4 separate regions of the Mus musculus genome follow, and regions 2, 3 and 4 are each linked to region 1. Evidence: chromatin contacts called from public HiChIP or PLAC-seq and Micro-C data. All regions are on one chromosome and are shown on one strand. Each heading gives the region's core, a stretch centred on a gene start, on an enhancer-like site or on the middle of the called end of the contact. The rest is flanking DNA. Distances are from core to core; before and after follow the strand shown. Region 1 holds the start of Rfx4 (regulatory factor X, 4 (influences HLA class II expression)). Region 2 holds the start of Ric8b (RIC8 guanine nucleotide exchange factor B). Region 3 overlaps Ric8b (RIC8 guanine nucleotide exchange factor B). Region 4 holds the start of E230014E18Rik (a long non-coding RNA gene).

What was found. A called contact is a pair of places that touch in the nucleus more often than the background predicts. HiChIP or PLAC-seq counts read pairs in DNA pulled down with a chosen protein or histone mark.
Region 2: a contact with region 1 is called in a Micro-C map of embryonic stem cells, with 2.2 times the contacts expected there. The contact joins the promoter of Ric8b here to the promoter of Rfx4 in region 1. A contact is called at or near these places in 22 of 39 promoter capture datasets (the 3T3-L1 cell line, the C10 cell line, the HPC-7 cell line and 14 more), 9 of 484 Hi-C or Micro-C datasets (B cells, embryonic stem cells and neural progenitor cells), 18 of 115 datasets of contacts at active chromatin or transcription factors (astrocytes, embryonic forebrain, embryonic hindbrain and 6 more) and 3 of 9 other capture datasets (adipose tissue, embryonic stem cells and liver).
Region 3: a contact with region 1 is called in an H3K4me3 HiChIP or PLAC-seq map of embryonic forebrain, with 5 times the contacts expected there. The contact joins the enhancer-like site here to the promoter of Rfx4 in region 1. A contact is called at or near these places in 5 of 39 promoter capture datasets (the 3T3-L1 cell line, cranial neural crest, hippocampal neurons and 2 more), 2 of 484 Hi-C or Micro-C datasets (B cells and neural progenitor cells), 9 of 115 datasets of contacts at active chromatin or transcription factors (cardiomyocytes, embryonic forebrain, embryonic hindbrain and 5 more) and 2 of 9 other capture datasets (embryonic stem cells and liver).
Region 4: a contact with region 1 is called in a Micro-C map of embryonic stem cells, with 1.9 times the contacts expected there. The contact joins the promoter of E230014E18Rik here to the promoter of Rfx4 in region 1. A contact is called at or near these places in 4 of 39 promoter capture datasets (cranial neural crest, liver and pre-B cells), 3 of 484 Hi-C or Micro-C datasets (embryonic stem cells and nephron progenitors), 1 of 115 datasets of contacts at active chromatin or transcription factors (embryonic stem cells) and 2 of 9 other capture datasets (adipose tissue and pancreatic islet).

What each region holds. Positions count from the first base shown.
Region 1 is chr10:84,754,504-84,757,689 of GRCm38.p6, reverse strand. Rfx4 (regulatory factor X, 4 (influences HLA class II expression)) reads right to left here and starts at 1,642. Exons shown (of 18, transcript NM_001024918.1): 1 at 1,177-1,642. The coding sequence starts at 1,219.
Region 2 is chr10:84,915,654-84,918,948 of GRCm38.p6, reverse strand. Ric8b (RIC8 guanine nucleotide exchange factor B) reads right to left here and starts at 1,336. Exons shown (of 10, transcript NM_183172.2): 1 at 1,124-1,336. The coding sequence starts at 1,207.
Region 3 is chr10:84,967,375-84,970,717 of GRCm38.p6, reverse strand. Ric8b (RIC8 guanine nucleotide exchange factor B) reads right to left here. Exons shown (of 10, transcript NM_183172.2): 5 at 627-855. Gm34633 (a long non-coding RNA gene) reads left to right here. Exons shown (of 3, transcript XR_003948930.1): 3 at 219-346. Among named protein-coding and RNA genes, the nearest start is that of Gm34633, 35 kb to the left of the region's middle. Within about 2 kb of position 1,712, at least 30 of the 459 cell types and tissues checked have an H3K27ac peak or open chromatin away from gene starts, as enhancers often do. A contact at or near this core is called in cardiomyocytes, embryonic forebrain and neural progenitor cells, where this site is marked.
Region 4 is chr10:84,516,080-84,519,120 of GRCm38.p6, reverse strand. It overlaps E230014E18Rik (a long non-coding RNA gene), which reads right to left and starts at 1,418. Exons shown (of 2, transcript XR_003948929.1): 1 at 1,032-1,418. It overlaps Gm34405 (a long non-coding RNA gene), which reads left to right and starts at 1,459. Exons shown (of 4, transcript XR_380642.4): 1 at 1,459-2,805.

The sequences.
Region 1 (3,186 bases), core at 393-2,892:
ACCTGCCCTAGGGGTGGGTGGAGTGGGGGCAGAGTTGACTGTGGTGTTATTTGCAAGTAAGTTAATGTGTGTCAGGGCACAGCTGAGGCCAGCAGGCACTTGTTGCTCAGCTGCAATGCCCTCACATTCTCTCAGGTTTCAGTCAAGCTGCTGCCTATGCCCAGGCTGTGGTCTTACCACCCCTCAAAATTCCAAAGCTGCGGCCCAGCAGGGATTGGAGTGGCCTGGTGGAGAGACTGAGCCTAACGGAGAGAGTAAAGTTTTTTTGAGAACCACTACATGGAAAGGACATAGAAAAAAATAACAGAATTTGAAGTGCGGCGGGTCCCCAAAGATGCTAGGCGTAGAAGTTGACCAACGGATCGCCTGGAGAAGATGCTGGGCATTTTCGTTGTAAGAGATTCCGTGTGTTCCCTTGTGAACCGTGGCGACCCTAGTGCCTGATGTCCACCACACAGCCCTCAAACTACAGGCCGGTTCACAAAACTCAGTGTCAGGCCTCTTCATATGTTCTGCATTCTGCTCCCCCCACCCCCCTTTTGCAAGGTTACAGCCTCACTGTGGAGAGGCTAGTGAGTCGCGTCTTCGCGGCCGGGAGACTACAGTCCTAGGGGCCCATCTCTCCTAGCCCAAAGCTACTAAAGCCCCAGGACCACCGGGTTCGCCGCCGCCACTCCCTCCCTGCAGCGAGATTCCAGAAGCAAGAGCCTCCAGTGCGCGGTGAGACGCGGTACGCCGTCGCCCTCCTCCGCCTTTGGAGCGTTCGGGGCCCTCACCCCAGATCCTAAGCATACCACTACCCTAGCCAAAGCCAGGGCCGCCGCCGGGTCCGGGCGGGGCGGCTTGCTCGCAAAGCTCTTGCAAGTAGCATAAACACCTCGAGCTCGCCGCGAGCCAGCGAGCATCTTTATGCAACTTTATGTCCAAGTGAAAGCGCGCGCCTCAGAGTGCGCGCACGCGCACACACGCATTTACACTCACACACACTTCCATGCATCCACTTACACACTTAGCGCTGGACCGAAAACTTCTGCACGCTCTCCTCCTCTCCTGGGATCCCACTGTCAGGTTGCCCCGCCTGAACTTTCTGCAACTCTTTCTGAAGTGACCCCCGCCCTGTCCCTTCTCCTTCCTCCCCCCTCCAATGACCCCCCTCCAAGTCCCACCAGGACTAACCTGTGGAATCCATGTCGGGTTCCTCCAGTAACCCACAATGCATGCTCTTCCCATGGACAGCACAGACGCCCCCCAAAAGTCCTGATATTTGGGGATCCCCTGTGCTAGAGATGCCCAGGGAGGAAGGGAGGGAAGAAATAAGGAAGGAAGGGATAGCGAGAGAGAGAGGGGGAGACGGTGGGTGAGAGGGCAAAAGGATAAAAGGGGAAAAGAAAGAACTAGTGGAAAGAAAAGAGGCGAAGAAGCGAGGGAAGGAAGGAAGCTAGAGCTGAAGGAGAGAGCGAGAGAGCGAGCGAGCGAGCGAGGGGACACTCAGTAATCCAGTCGGGCAAAGCCAAACCCGTCAAAATGTTTGCGGATGTTTCATGGGAAAAAACATCATTTTATAGGAGCCCCGATGGGAGCAATGTCATTGATAGGCCAGCGGGCCTGATGAATGGCCGCTCGTCAGATGGGGCCGTGGCGAGGCGCACTGTGAAGCCCATTGTGGGCCTGTTTTGAATAAGAAAAGCCGCCTCCGAAAAGGGGGGCTCAGAGCGACGCAATCCCAGCCCTCCGACTTCCCCCTTCTATTATAGCATTAGCAACGTTTTTCTTATTTAAAGTTCCAGAGGCCTTCTCCAGCCTTAGCCCGGCACTCATTATAGACGAAATCAAAATTGGCTTAGATCTGCCCCCCTCTTCAGTCCTCCCGCGCCCGGGCCCCGCGCGGTGCAGCCATGAAGGGGGGTGCAGAGGTACCCGAGCCCTAGGAGTCTCCTGTGCGTCCACGAGTGGGCCCGACTCCTTTTTTTCTCCCCTCGAGACACGTCCCGTTTTCGCCTTGAGTTAGATTTTGAGTAGGGGCCGGGGAGTAGTGCAGAGGGGGTATGTCTTGAGTTTCTTCCACGCAGATCCGCGGACGTGCGTGGGAGTAGAAGTTGAGGAAGGGGAAAGTGAAGCCTTAGGTTCCCATAACCAGTCTGAGGGACAAGAAGGCCGCTTGGCTGCGAGGGGGTGAGAGGCTGGCTTGCGTCAACCAGAACTTTTGTACCCCTTGTCTCTCGCCCCACGGGTCTCTCCAGGTCGGCGTGCCTCGCTGTCTCGCTCTCCGTTTCTCCCTTGGCAGCCAGTCTCTTTGTCTCTCCCTAGTTCTGCGTTCTCCCTGGGTCTCTGGGACCCTCACCCCCACCCCCACCCCCGCGCCTCTTCCCATAACCCTGTATGTCAGTCTGTCTGCGTCCGGGCCCCTCCCTCTTCCCATGTCCCCCGGCTCCCCCCTCTGCCACCCTCTCGGTCCCCCACAGCCAGCAACGGAGTTGGTGAGAAGCCCCGGCGTCAGAGCTGGGGATGAGGCTTTCCCAGGGACCCCTCCCCGGCGCAGTTGAAAGTGTGGGAGGGGGAGGGGGCCGGGGCCTGTGGACCGCAAGTGGAAAGTGGGGGTGGAGGGGGGGCTCCCGTGGCCCCGGGAAAGTGGCCGCTCGCGGGCCGGCCGCGCTGTGATTAGAATATGAATGGGCTCGGCGGGCGGAAGAGAAAGGCGGATTACCCCGCTGCTTTGACCATGGACAGAGGCAGCGCCAGCGGCGCAGGGGCGGATCGCCCGAGTCCCTCCCGCCGAGCCGGGTGCGCTTCTTGCCCGCGACCCCGGGCCTGCCCACCTCGGGCCTCCGGGTAGCCCCCCGAGCCGCGCCGAGTGGGACAATGGTGGGTGAGGGGCAAGGGACTAGCACGTGCCGAGTTAAGGTCACGAGATGCAGGGAAGGGGCAGCGCGGACGGGCAGAAGGGTTCGAATCCCGGCTCTGCAGATTCCTTCATCTTTTTTGGGCCTCAGCTTCCTTATCTGTGAAATGGGAGTAACGACGTTTCTCCCCCGTTGCTCTCCTCAGGCCCTACCGGGCCTCTGTGTGTTGCCCCTTCTTGCTCAAACTGCTGCTAAATTCCAACCCGGGTTATCTCTCTTATCTCTTATCTCTCTCACACAACTATCTATCTTGTGCCCAGAAGCCCTCGGCCACCAACCCCAGGCA
Region 2 (3,295 bases), core at 87-2,586, 160 kb before region 1:
AGAGAAGGTCCACAGGGGCATACAGCCATGTTTCTTTCAGAGAGGGCTGATAAATAGGCAGGGGAAAGGAACAGTAAGGTACCTGTTAGGTATATGGTGTAACTTGGTGATGGATGGGTCTTCAGAGAAGAGAGTCATACAAGTCTCCCAAACAGCCTAAAGGTGTTAGGTAGGCTACTTATTAAAGCAAACATGAGAAACTGCTGAAAGGAAAAGGAAGATCTAATGGTACTTGGAGAGAGAGCTCCTCCAGAGATGAAAGTGGTATTAATAATAAGATACCGATCACTGTAGCAAAAGACCAGTGAATGGATAGTTTGAAAACCTAGGTGGGAAGGCTCTGGCTCCCAGGAATGACCTTGGGCTAGTTACTTAGCCCATCTGGAGGCTCCATTGCAAAACACAGATAATACCTCACAGGATTGCTGTCAAGATTAAATGAGATAATGAACAGAAAAGCTGTTAATGCGATACAAATAACAGGTATTATTAGGAGTTGGATTTTCTACCCACTTGCAACATATGTCCATGACCTTGGGGCGTGATTTCAGTTCTTTGCACCTCGGTTTCCTCATCTATGAAATGGGAAGGTTGATACCATCTACTTTATAAGCACTTGGAGGATATCAAAGGAGATCACATAAAAGACATCAATGCCTGGTAAACCATACAATGGTACAGGTACACAAAGACCTGCCATCGTTGCTGATATGTTTTGTGCATGACAAGGGCCGTGTTTATGCAGAGAAGCATGTATTTTCACACTATACAGGTGAGAAAGCCTCGCATGCATTTTATGCATCCAGGAACGGGGCACTGGGCAGCCGCGCATCTACAGATTCTGGGGGTGTGCCTTGCACGTTTAGGAAGAAGACCACAGGACAGGCTGCTGGGCCAGAAATCGGAGTGGGCATTATAGTGGAGGCAATGGGTAGATGCAGGATGAACGAGTGGGAAAGGCTGGGGGCACAAACACGCATGCCCAAGCCGGAAACGTTTTCGGGGGAGAGCAATGCGCATCCCCGGAATGAGGGGGATGGGGAGGATGCGAAGTGCAAGCCCCGAAGGCGGCCCGGGGGGAGGGGGGACAAGACAGCGAACGCCCGGGGCCAGAGTTCTTTACCTTGTCGCTGTAATCCCTCAGGACCCGCTCGATAGCCCCCGCCTCGCCGGCCCGGACGATGTAGAGGGCGCGCTCTTCATCCATGGCCGCAGGTGCGGGGGAGCCGCAGCCGCTGTGCGCGCCCCAGCCGCTGCCTCCCAGGTAAACGCCTCGCGCCCCCGCTACCTCGCTCCTTCCCAGCTTCCTTCCTTCCCTCCTTCCCTCCCTCCCTCCAGCCTCCAACCCGCCAGCCTCCGCCCGGGCAGGCCCTACGTCACCGCCCCTCAACTTTCACCCCGCGACGTCACCGCTCCCCCAGCAACCGGCGCCCGGAGGCCTCCCCTGACAAGGCCCGGGGCTTGGTGGAGGCCTGAGGAGCCACCAGAGACTGAGTCAGGCCCAGGCCCTGCCTACTCCCCTAGGTCTGCCAGCCTTGGGGAAGAGTTGGGCTTCGCAGCGGGCTTCCACGAGCAGAACTGTCTCTCCTAACACTCTATGAATCATTCCCCCATAGCGGACGAGAACTGGCGGGCTGTTCCCCGCCCATCTGCGAGCCTACCGCTTCTACACTACAATTCCCGACATGCAATGGGCTCATCCCACGCTGTCATCTGAGTTATTAGTGAACTGAATAGCATGCCGGAATTGGTAGTCATCCAGTGCAAAAGACTTCCCTCTTTCCAGAGGGCATGCTGGAAAATGTAGTTCCCTAAAGGCCGGAAACCAGAATCCTGCGACCGCTGGAGGCCAGAGGCGGAGGGACCCTTCGTTGGTGGGAGGGTCTAAACTGGGGTTTAACTGGGTTTTTTGTTTTTGGGTTTTTTTTTTTTTTTTTTTGGTTTTTATTTTTTTCTTTTTTCTGACCTGCACTTAGACGCGGCTGGTTGGACTTACTGACGATGGCGAAACGGCCGACCCTTGGTAGTGGCTGTCAGCGCCAGGTTGAGTTCCCTCTATGCTCAGTTAGCGGTTTCCGTCTCTGGAATGCTCACCCTCCTCACCCGGTTGCAGTCCTGTTATGCACTAGGCTACAGCAACATGGGAAATTGAACACAGTTCTTTGTGGAACCCTAAGGAATCACAACAGATAAAGAAATTTGGAGAGATCTATATATCTATATAGATATTATTTGGAGATAGATTATTAGATTATGTATATATAATTTTATATTATATGTATGTATATGTGTGTGTGTGTGTATGTACATATATACATATATATTTTATTTCTATTTTCCAGATGAAGAAATTGAAGCTCAGAATTAATGAGGCATACCTGGGATTTGAACCCAGGGAAATTAGCTCTGCACTTAGTAATTGAGAAAGTTGAGATTTGAATCCAGGTCGTTCCCAAAGATGTAAATATCACACAACCAGAGTATCCATGGAGTCAGTGGTGATGGAGGCACATATTCTCCAAGTGTTAGTTCTGTGCCAGCCACTTACATTTCATCTGGGTTCACTCAACATCTCAAAAAATTAAATATTTGAGAATTTGTGCATTGCTGGGCATTATCCAATACAGTGTGGATACAGTGGCTCCCAAAACAAGTCCCAACCTTACTGGGTGGTCTGTTCTTGTGGACATCACCATGAACAGCCCTGCTGTTCTTGTTTTAAAATGAGCAGTCTTGAAAATTTAAAATGCATAGTTTTTATATTAAGTTTGGACCTGGAGCCTGTTCTGCACTCCCAGGCTCTCTCATAGAGAATAGATGAATTCTGCAAGAAATTTCCAAGCGTTTTACCCTCAAGTAATCATCCTTGTTGCCTTCCCCGTGGGCCTCTTAAGCTTTGCTGAAGAGGAAGGAGAGATGTACAAGTGTTTACTCATCTTCTTGGGTTTCTGTTACCCTGTAGTAGATCTGGGGAGATTTAAACAGTGTAGACGCCGAGCCCATGGAGCTTGGATTTTCTGATGATTATACTTTTCATGAAGCCAGTATTTTATTGACCATGCAGCTGAACAGTCATTGAAGAGCAGGAGACGATTGTGGTTTTGTTTGTTGTTATTGAAACAGATGCTGAAGCCAATCAGTAAAGAGAGAGATTCGTTTGGTTCTGTCCATGGCTCCTTGGTGTTATTCCCTGTGACCAGAGTGTACCTCATGGCTCCCTGACAGGGCATAGTAGAAAAACCTGCTCACTCCATGGCAGCTGGAAGGCAAAGATCCAGGAAAGAGCGAGGGCCCG
Region 3 (3,343 bases), core at 463-2,962, 210 kb before region 1:
ACCATGCATGCCATATTAGTTCAGTTCCTAAGGCTGGGGCTCTCCTCCATGTCATCTGAGAATAGGAAGACTTTCTTGAGGGGAGGGAGGGGAAAGGGGGGAGGATACCAACGTTTACAAATGACTTTAAAAGTTACTTTATGTAATATTTCCATAAGTTATCTTCATTTTACTATGTGGTTTTATCTTTCCTGCTTCTTCCTACATTTTTCTCCTAGGGTTTACACAAGCCCAGCCAATGTGCTTCAAAGAAGCAAAGGATTTTGAGACCCATCTATGTGACACTGCTGCCTTTCAGGAGAAACTGAGTGACAGACTAGAGAAATTTGAAGACAAAATACTTTGAACATGTCATTTGGAGAGGTTAGTTTTTACTTCTGACATTTACAGGGCAGCTAATTTTTCCTTTACTTTCAGACATTAGTTATAAATTTGGTGTAAAATACAATTTGAACATTACATAAATTCCTTGGTTTCTTCCAATGTGTCATTATCATGGTAATGTTCTTGGAGAAGTAGAACTATATAGCATGCCAAGCACCAAGGACAAGCTGTGCGCTCATGCTGTGTCATCTCTATGCGGGGCACATAGGGCTTAGGTGCGCCTTCCCACTCCAGCAGCTTACCTTATCAATTCTCTTCTCCATAAAATTGAGTAAAACGTGAATGGCCTCCATATTCATGCCATTGTATACCATGGTACTGTTTTTCAAAGCTGTGTCTTTCTCCGTTGTTTTATCACTGGGCAGTTCATCTAGAGTTGCTGCCTCTTGGGCTGTTTCTTCATGGGTTAATGGACAAATGAGAACATCCAAACAAGAGACTGGAACATTGCTTAAAAGGTTGACGGCATTACTGAAAGGCAATTTGAAAATACAATTATTTTAATTTGAGTGAATAGGCTTTTAAAATGCAAACATAATACAAAGTTCAGAGGTGACTTTTAGGAGTCAATTAAAATTTTTCTTTTTCAAACTGAGCCATTAATATGACTTGGCATTTACTAAAAGAAAAGAAAGACCTGTCTTAACCATACCCACGACAAAGTAAAAAGGAGCAATGGTAAACGGACAGACACAATGACAGGACAGCACGCCACCTTCTGAAACACTGAACAGGAATCAGGCAGCTGTAATGCCAGCTCTTTAATCTACTGTGACAATGGTGGCTCTGCATGCTCGTCAGGGCCTGAGCTGCTTTTGTGGGTCCAGTGCTGTTTATTGTCCCTCCGATTACAGCACCAAGCACTTGAGAAGCAATGTGATAAGCAGCTTATCACAGGCAACAACATTAAAGAGAAACACTACAGTATCAAGACTTGGGTTTTTTTTCTAATGTACAAAATACAATTTTTTATATTTCAAGGGAAAGCACAGTGCCCCCTTTCCTCTCTCACCGTTGGCTCTCACACTACTGTCCCATCTCTGTCCCAGGCCTTGTGACTTCCCTGGATTGTATAGGAGCCTGGGATGCACACCAGCAGGGGACCCAAACCTTGTATTTTGGCATTCCCTAAAAACCTTGTCCTAGCGCCCAGTATTCAAGAGGATAAAATGGTAGTAGAGATTCAGACCGAGGCATGTTTGCAAAGGAGATCTTTCTCCACATACCGTTTCACAGTTTTATCTGCCAGGAGAGGCAGTGTTCCTATGTGAGCTGATTTAATAGCCTGTACCCCAGGACTTCCTGGTAAACAACAATGGAAAGACAGGCATTACATTTCCTAGTGACACAGAAGCACGTCTAAAAATAACCACATCCTGACTAAAAATAAACCCTTGCAAATGTAGTTTAAAAGTATAACCGCCTGGAAACCAAAGTCAGGGCTTAATCCAGCCGATGCTGTCTTAATTCAGATCATAGCAATTTAAACGTAATTCATAGTGACATTCTAAAAAATAAAACAAAAAGAAAAACAATTTGAAGCATGGTTTTATTTCCCATGAATCAATATTTTATTCTCTTTATATTATGGAAAAAATTTTAAAAAATCATTTCTGAAAATCCGTTATAAATTAGACAGTACAGAAAATGAGTGACAATAAAGAGTGGTATGAACTGTGGGTCAGGAAACAAGTGAACTGTTGTTATGAACACATGGTCGCTGGTAAAGCCTAAGTTACGGTTGTCCTCACTGAAGCTGCTGTCAGTGCCACACACTCTCTGTCCTGTCATTTATGACTCTCAAAGGCAATTAAAGTACAACACTTTCCACACAAACTTTAGATTTCTTTTCTTGCAAGCTTCCAGGGTACCTAATTTATACTTTAAAATGGCTTGCTTCTCACTTAAGCATTTGGAAACTATTATTATTAGGAACCAGAGTCACTCGGGAGAAGAGAGAGGAAGAACTTTACCTAAGAATTACTCTCTAAACCGGTACAAGCCATTCCAAAATGCTATGATTTCCCCCTAAACACAAGACGGCCATCTCTGGAAAGCATCAGCAGTGTGACCCTCTGCATCTATCCCAGACCAGGCTGAAGAGTTTGAGAGTCGCTCTATTACAAAGGGCTGGTTCTCCTTTACATCCACTTCCAGGAGGAATGTTTAGAAATTCAGCATATCTAGGAAGCCAAATGTAGAGCTGGAATCAACAAATATTTGGATGTTTAAGGCTTTTCTTCTCATTACCTATTGAACTCAGTTCTCAAACAGCTACAAAATTAATTTTCTGGCTCGCTGTGTTCGAGCTATTCTTTTTAAGCAGGAAGGTCAGCCTTCTGAGCTCTGTCATTCTCTGACAGTTTTATTTGTGGTAGAAGAGTACATGAGATTCTCCAGCTTCCAGAAGTCGGTGCCAATGCACAGGTTTGCACAATGGTGTTTGCATTCCTACTCCAGGGGGTAGAAATGCTGTGTATATTACTCTCCTTTCCAGTTCCCAGAGACCATTAATCACTGTGCTGTGACACCCCACCCCCCCAGCTCAGGCTCCCAGCCCCTCCTGATACGCAGAAGGCTTACCAGCTGTGGGGAGGGAGGACAACCTTAGATTTGGCCTTCCATCAACTGCTGAACTCAACAAACACTGACAGTGAGGTGCATGCTAGCGGCCCACACCAATCCGCAGCAAGCAATGAACCTTACAGTCACATAGACTTTCTTCCTATTGAGGCTTATGTGTATATTTTCAAGCCTGGAAAGAAAGCTAGCCAAATCTGGAGATCTTCAAAAGATTCTCCTGATCTCTTTCAGTTAATAAAAAAAAAGAAAGAAAGAAAGAAAGAAAGAAAGAAAAGCTTATTATTTTTTCTTTTGTGGGAAGAGCACCTAAGATCTAACCTTTTTACCAAGTGTTAAATATATGCTACAGTATTGCTAATGGTAGACTCTGCTGTAC
Region 4 (3,041 bases), core at 169-2,668, 240 kb after region 1:
GTTTCTAAGAGATGTAATGTTTGGTTTTTTAATATATAAAATCCCCTGCTTGGGAGCTGCAAAATACACTCAGATTCAAACTGCCTCTATGTTTCTGTTTGTCACTGCCAAACTCTTACCCACCTAGCTTTGAGGACCCTCATTCCAGGGACCCCATACCCAAATGGGGTGGTCCATGGCAGGTGGTACCATTCCTGGCCTGGTAGCCCTGGGTTCTATAAGAAAGCAGGTTGACCTGGAACTCACTCTGTAGACCAGGCTGGCCTCGAACTCAGAAATCCACCTGCCTCTGCCTCCCAAGTGCTGGGATTAAAGGCATGCGCCACCACTGCCCAGCCAAGACTACACAGAGAAACCCTGTCTCAAAAAAGAAAAAGAAAAAGAAAAAGAAAAAGAAAAGAAAGAAAGGAAGAAAAAAAGAAAAGAAAGCAGGCTGAGCAAGCCATACAGAGCAAGCCAGTAAGCAGGACCCCTCCACGGCCCCTGCATCAGCTCCTGCCTCCAGGTTCCTGCCCTGTCTGAGTTCCTGCCCTCACTGCTTTTGACGATGTACAGTTGATACAGAACTGTGATTGAAATAAATCCTTTTCTTCCCATTTGCTTTTTGACCGTGGTGTTTTATCATAGCAATGCTCACCCTAACTAGGACACTCTCCCTTTCCACATCACGGGGGATAAAGCCTTAACACACCACCACCCTCTCTTCCCAGCCTCCTCTTTACCCCCATAACTGGGGATCGGAGGCTAATCACCAGCAGCCTGGTTCATGGCTCATGATACTGCGGAACACCACTCTGCTGCACATGAAGGAGACAGACAGCAAGACAGATGGAGTCCTGCCTTCACTGTAATCCTGGTCCAGTGGGGAAACAGGAAATGGCCGGAAGAAATGAAGACAGGTGTTTGTGCCTCACTGCCCTTCCTGTCTCTGGCTTGTCTTTGGGGACTCCCCCATAGATCACAAGCACAGCCTTTCCCAAGTGTCTGTCTGTCTGTCTGTGTCCCCTTCCCACTATATCTTCCATGCCTACCTCTGGCTGGCTCCTGCCATCAGCTCCTGGGGATCTCATGAGGCTGTTTTCCTCTGTTATGACATCTCCAGCATCTTCCTCCTTTCCTAATCAGACTGCTCCATCTCTGAACCTGAACCCTAAGCCGACTTGAATGCTCCACCCAGGACCCCACCCTCCAGGCTGCTGGTCGGAAAGCCTCTTCCCTCTGTGCTACAATGGCTTGCATGACTGCTTTCTTGCTGGATGGCACCCTCCGTGTTTGGGTCTTTCATCTCTGTATCTGCAGAGAAGTTACCATGCTTGGTTCTAGGAGGCGTACCAAGTAACTAACACTTCCTGAGTACTGAGTATGCACAGTCATTCTTCTAAAGGCTTTATGACAGCCACACAGGGAGGCACTATGTTTAGCAACCCACCCTGCCCCACCCTGCCCCGTTTCTTGATAGGTGAAGGCTCCAAGGAGGCTAAGTACTTTGTTCAGAACATTTCCTGGTCATAGTAAGTGGTGAACCAAGTCCCCCCCTCCCAATGATGTGCTATAAAAATGGAAGACTGAAAGCAAAACTCTATTCACCTATGTATTTTTCAGTTAGTGAGTACATCAGTGTCTAACTGTGCTGTGCTAAGCAAAGAACACTTGTATTTACTTAGAGCTCTATAAGAAAGCAGGCTGAGCTTACTTGGAGCTCTACGTGTGTGTGTGTGTCTGTGTGCATCTGACACATGTCCAGGCCTTCAGAGGTCCGAATAAGGTGTCAGATTCCCTGGAATTGGAGCTGTGGATAGTTGTGACCTGTCCAACATAGGTGCTGGCAATGGAACCTGGGTCCTCTGCAAGAGCAGCAAGTGTTCCTAACAGCCGAGCAGCCGAGCCATCTCTCCAGCCCTTAATTAACTCCATGACCCTTTTTGTATGTGAGGGAAATTTCCCAGTTAAAGGGTGTGTGATTGTGTGTGTGTGTGATTGTGTGTGTGTGTGTGTGTGTGTGTGTGTGTGTGGTGTTGCAGGATCTTACTATGCAGCCTCAGGCTGGTCTTGAACTAACAGTATTCTCCTGCCTCAGACTGGTCCTGGGATCAAAGGAGCATATCAAGACAGTTGGCCCTATGGTCACTTTTTGTAAGGAGAAGAAACACAGGGAGAAAACTCACGCATCAGACATACGATAGTGTAAATCAGAAAGCCCATGATAACCGACTCACCACCAGTCCCTGTGGGCCTGTAATCACGATCAATCAACGTGAATAATTCTGATAGGGACAGACCATGCAACAAACAGGCCTTGCATAGTAAAGATTAAAGGGGCTCAAATTAAACCTTCGTCTTTTTTTTTTCCCCAGATGGGGAGACAGCCTCAGAGAGAGGAAGTTGTTCACCCAAACTGCTCAGACCAACTGGTTCAGGAGACAAGACAGGGCCTTGTTCCTCCTCCCTGGTTACTTGTCTTGGCCCCGTGCCAGCCTAAGTAACGATTGGAAGCGCCGGGCAGCAAGTGAAGGATCAGAGCTGCTGCAAAAGGTGTGGCACTTCCTCTAGGCTGTGCCAGGCGAGCGTGTTGGTTCCTGACACCCTGAGCAAGGCCGATTGGGCAATGGGCCTGTGGTGAGGGCAGAGCCACCTGTGCTGGGGTACTTGGTCATGTTCTGTGGAAAGTGATGGTTGCACACTGGGTGCAGCTTCCCCTGTCTTAGGCCATGTGCTCGCATGGAGTCAGTCTTAGAAACACCGATATTTAGAAAGTTCCAACCTCTCATTTTCTTAATTGGCTCTCATGGGGAGAGGAGTTCCGAGGTAGAATTATAAGGTCAGGATGGAGGACACTGGATGAGGGTGCTGGTCTGACAGGCTGTGCTGCTCTGGGTAACTTGCCCCTTTTCTGAGCTCCACAGTCTTTCTCACCTTCAACTCTCCTTGACTCTGTAGCCTGTCCTGATTCTTGGGGAACTTCCTGAGGGTAGGACTGGGGAGGAGGGCTGGAGGGCTGGGGAGAATGGAGGAGGGCTGGGGAGGATGGAGGAGGGCTGGAG